2 separate regions of the Danio rerio genome follow, and region 1 is linked to region 2. The links are chromatin contacts, called in public Hi-C maps. All regions are on one chromosome and are shown on one strand. Each heading gives the region's core, a stretch centred on a gene start, on an enhancer-like site or on the middle of the called end of the contact. The rest is flanking DNA. Distances are from core to core; before and after follow the strand shown.

What was found. A called contact is a pair of places that touch in the nucleus more often than the background predicts.
Region 1: a Hi-C map of an unstated tissue shows a contact between it and region 2, with 3 times the contacts expected there. The contact joins the promoter of zgc:101016 here to the promoter of LOC110439812 in region 2. A contact is called at or near these places in 2 of 18 Hi-C or Micro-C datasets (caudal fin and an unstated tissue).

The regions. Positions count from the first base shown.
Region 1 is chr5:26,356,374-26,359,073 of GRCz12tu, reverse strand. zgc:101016 reads left to right here and starts at 1,255. Exons shown (of 4, transcript NM_001004001.2): 1 at 1,255-1,709. The coding sequence starts at 1,608. It overlaps abhd17b (abhydrolase domain containing 17B, depalmitoylase), which reads right to left and starts at 1,186. Exons shown (of 3, transcript NM_001002744.1): 1 at 864-1,186.
Region 2 is chr5:26,202,156-26,204,855 of GRCz12tu, reverse strand. LOC110439812 reads right to left here and starts at 1,297. Exons shown (of 20, transcript XM_073952170.1): 1 at 1,162-1,297; 2 at 973-1,082. The coding sequence starts at 1,014. It also overlaps a transcript of kifl not described here.

The sequences.
Region 1 (2,700 bases), core at 6-2,505, 150 kb before region 2:
GCCCTTAGGATAGTTGACGTGTGTTATCATCGATCAGCTCACTTTATCTGTGAGTCACACCAGATGAAAATCCACCTCATTATATTAGATTGTAGTCTACAGTTTAGACATCTTTGGAATATCCAAAGTTTCACAAATCTGGAAAATGTATCATAACTAATCCACATAACAGCTTCCTAATAACCAAAAAAAATGAGACTATAATTTCCTGGAAGGTCTTCATATGCCAAGCAGGTGACATCACCGTGGTTTAGTACCAGAAACGGGGTTTAACAGCTCTCTGACATACCACAGTTTGGAAAAGACAATACAAATCAGACCTAGATCTGGCCCATGATAATCAAATCTCCGCCTTCAGTTTCATTAGGCAGGAAACCATCTTGATGTTTTGGGAAATTTAGACTTTGAGGGGAAAGCAAAAGCAATAAAACAATACTACACAATACTATGTATAACACATGGAATCCCAAATGACATATTTTACATTAAATTCACATACAAGTGAAATACAAGAAGCTGTTTCACTCACTAGAAATAGTTTTAACTATATATATTTTTTCTTCTTATTTTAAATACATATTTTTCCTTAAATAGTTTTTTCTCCTATATATAGAAATAAACCCAAAAATTAGACTACACAACTGCCCCATAAAACCTTTTATTCAAATAAACAGTGACATTAGAATTTTTCTATAGTTTACTAGATATGACTAGTAATCAATAGTAAGTGTTTGTTACCCAAAACAAGCTTAGTTAACATACTAATCGCGTTATTTTACGAGTGTGACAGTTTAATTGTAAAGCTGGAACGAATTATTTGATTAGCATGTTCAGCTAATTAGCTAATTAAATCTGTACTCTACCTGTTTTAGAAGGTCTTGATCCTGGAAACGGATTTGTGCAGGCAGAAATGTTTTGATCTGCTGAAGTCACCGTAACGTTATATGCAGAAGAAGCAGATAAAGAACAGCCTTTAAACAATCACTCCTTCCACCAAGCCCAAACAAGAGTCCCTCAAAGCCTGCCTGTGGTCCGTCCGATCTTGTCAACATGTGGTCACTATTAAATTATCAAACGAAATCAAAAGCTGACGGCGTTAATGTATGGGTGACGTTATTAAGCAGACCAGAATTTCTACTCTAATCCGTCCAGTACGGGTGATCTCATCTCACACCAACGCGTGCCCACTGCTGGCGTTTCTTCTGATTTTCTTGCGGAATGCCGGATATCAACGTCAACGCTGAACGCCCTAACGGCCAATCAGATTAAGTGTTAGATATGCTCGACCAATCACACGCGTCCTCCCTGAGCACGAAACCACAATAACATGTTGATTAATGAGTTTATATCATTGTTTAAGTATATCTCTAGATATTGCTGTAGTAGTTTAATTACCGGGATTCAACCAAAAGAGCTCTACATGTGTACCGTTTGTGATGTTTTGTAAAGTTAGTACATTAATCTTCTGCGTGAAGTTGACAGGCTTTAACCAATTGCTATTTACTTCCGCTGTTTTCGCATTGCGTCAATAATAGCCCGTTAACGTGGGACGCCACGCGGTTTCTTTTTTAGGCGTTTTAATATCTTGGAGGCACTTTAGCTTCGAGATGAGCTCTCAAAAAGGAAACGTTTCCAGATCGCGAGGACAGAAACACCAGAATGTCACTGCCTACAAAAATGACAAGTATGGTGCAACCGCACAAGTCAAGGTAAGCTCGTGCTAACAAAAACATAGACATAGTGGAACCAGTCAGTTTGTTTCCTTTAAGAATGAGGCAAAGGTGCTTTTATATTCGCACATTCATTCATATTAACAGTCCCTATATTATTTACCATGCTAACGTTACTTTGAATATTTGCTTTGAAACCGCATGCAATTATGACTTAAAAACAACATTAGCACTATTTAATTGACTGTGGACAATGTTGTACTTTGATAATAGTTGGCTGCTCATATGATTTTACTATTTAAAATGTTTAAATAATACTGTTATTTAAATATATTGTTATTAAGAGTCCAAATGTGCGAATATTTAACCAACTTCACCTCAATCCTTTAAGCTGTTGTGCTGATAAAGGTATGTCAAGCATATGTGACTCTGCACCACAAACCCAGTCACAAAATCATCAGTTTTAGTAAAATGTCATTTATACACAATGCAAAAGTTGAATAAACACATTATCCTTGTATGTTTAGTTTTTATTAGGGTCTGTTAAAACCCATTTTTGTCCAGGGGAATGGGGTGCACATTAAACTGAGGTATTGGTTTTTGGCTGAACTCAAAAGTAAATTGTTTTACAAAGTAAGGATGGAAAACAAGAATTAGTGAACAAAATGATGATGATTCATTTACAAAAAGTGAGGGTGAATCAGTGAGTGAGATATTTGCAATATATACAAAATCGAATACAATAAACAGTAACATATTAGAAAGACTGCCGATGGTTGGTGCTAAAGAAAGGAACCAAACAAAACAGTCTTACTAATATTCACAACAAATCCCCTCTAATCTACTCTAATAAACAAAAGATATAAAAAAGTTTAGTATTTACTCGGGATGCACCTATTTGGGACATTCTACCAGAATCGTACATTATCTATTCCTGAAATAAAAACGTAAATACAGTAAATAAAAAGTATTTCATCCCAAAAATGTCTTAAATGGACTGATGGTTGATTTCTGTGAGTTGTTCTTTAAG
Region 2 (2,700 bases), core at 48-2,547:
ATATCTGAAGATATACGTACATAGTAATTCCAACGATTGAAAAAAAAATATATGTTTATATTTTGGGCCAATTGGGGCAGACAGAATCTGTGAATATTTTTGGCTATTTCTGTAGAGAATTTAGTAAAAAATCTGTGGATTTATGTGGAATAATTTTGGGAGTATCTTAACTAAAAACTATGACATAAAAAAATGATATATGACATAAAAAATAATACCTTTTTACCTTTTATTTAATGATTACAATGCAAATCCCATTAGAACCACTTATTTGGAAAAACAAAGCAAGTCTCTTATATAATATCTACTGCAAGACCGAAAATATTACTTTACAAACTGTATTGTAAATAAATCATATGAACATTTTTAGTCAATAATATTACTGAAATCAAATTAAAAAACTGAATTAATAAAAATGTACACACATTTACACAAGTAAATAAATAGACTCAACGAGGGGTTAAAAATCTGTGGAATCTGCAGATTTCTGCACGTGCAGATTCTGTGTGGGTCATACATATTTTATATATGAGAAATCTAAACATGAACTGTATATATGCCATATAGGTATGTAATTTGCATATATTACCATAATATCATATTTCTTATGGGATGAGGCCATAAACATGCAACCTCTGGAGCGCATGACATTCAAAATGATATGGTAAATCCAACCACTTTAATGTATGCTTTGGTGTTGATTACTAGGCTAGTAAGCCTTTTTGATGGAGATTAAATATTTGGGAAAATAAAAGTTGATCAGAGAATCAGTATGAATTGTGGCTTTGAGTTGTTTCATAATAGGCCTTGCTCTCAGAAGAACCAAAAAGCACATGACAAGACATTTAACTTCACCCTGAGGCTCCAGGCCAACAGAGGGAGTGACAGACATGTGACTAATGCAGAACACTCCCAAACTCTACTCCAGAGTAAAAAAATATTGCATAAGCATGAGGAGTGATATCTACATACTTGAGTTATGCAAAGCTTGGCGGAGTCATATGGGATAAACATCTTGACATCCACAGGACTCTCATCTACTGGATGTCTTTTGCTTGCACTTATTGAAGATACCTTGGGTACTGTGATGGTAAATAGAATGAAAATGAAACAACTTCTGTTTGTGTTTATAAATCCTGAAACTCTACCAGCAGAACCTACCTTTGCGTTTTGTTTCATGGGGTCGGTCTGTTCCAATCCAGCGCCTGAATGCGTTCCATTTGACTCTACCTTTCCTTAGCCATGAGACCTCACATTTACCTGCACCTTCAAATATTAACACGCAGTTACTGTGACACTTCACTCATCTGGTTCTTTGGGAACCAGGAATTTTTTTTTTCATTTTTTTTTTTTTAATAGCTCTTTTTCTAGATGGTGGAATGAATCGGGTCTTTTTCATACCACTGATGTGTGCTAAACAATAAGAGTGTGTTAGATTTAATATAAGGTTAATTAACTACTTGTAAAAAAAAATCTGCTAAATTAAAAGTTTCCACATTTTGTGTTTTCCTTTTATTTATGGTTGTGCATTATGGGATGTTGATCTCTGCTCTGTTGATTTTTGATGTTGAAAATTTAACTCTACCTTTTAACAAAGAGACTTTTATTGACATTTTAGTAGTTAGAAATAATATAATGCACAAGAAATGATGTATAGAGAAGGAACAGAAAATGTAATGGCAGTTTATTACACTGTTTTGTAGTTTAATATACAACCCCAAATCACTTTTAAACTCTTAAAAATGTTAATAAAAGTCACTTTTTCTATCTTGTGAAGGTCAAAAGTAGTTGGTTGAACGATCAAAGTCCCATAATGCAATTCAAAAGCATAAATAAACAGGAAAAAAAGAAAAACAATATACAGACAACTGCTAATTCACATGAAGTTTAATTATAAAATAATTTTGAGAGGATCATGTGCTTATGATTGATCACGGTTTGTCCCACATTAGCCAATTCATGATACACCGATCAGATGATCACCATAAATAACCTAAGTTCCATATCACAGTCATCTTCATTTTGAAAAATACCCCCTTCCACCCCTACTCCTCCTCCTTTCTGGGTGGAATGGCCTCACAGTAAGAACATCAATGATTCTAGTACCAAGTCAGTCGACATTTCTGTGCGGCGTTTATGTGTTCTCTGCATGCTCATGTGGGTTTCCCCTGGGTCCCCTGGTTTCCTTCCACCATCCCAAAACATGCAAATTAAGTCAATTTGACTAATCCAAATCAGCACCATAGACAAGCTCCTAGTAAGCAGTTATCTATTCATAGCAATCCTTAATTGTTCATTAGCTACAAATAACAGGGGAGTTCTTGAGATCTACCTGAGCTCAAACTCCCCTCTTGCCTTGCAAATGAGAGGGAGCACAGGGCTCAGGGATCTTATGCAGGGCTCTCTTCCGGGACAGCATGCTAAACACACTTTATAATCAATCATCAGCTATTATGAACTCTTGAATTATATTTTTTACACTGTAGGTTGGCCATTTGGGAATTTACCTTTAGTGTACAACCAATTAAACAACACTATTGTTTGTAAACACATTAATTATCCTTTTTAAACATGCTTTAATGATATGATTTTAATATGTTATTTTATTTTACAAATTAATGTTTTTAGTTTTTTAATTTTATTGCATGTTTTTTTATTACATTAAATTTAAGGTGTTAACATTCAATTGAGTGAAAGATT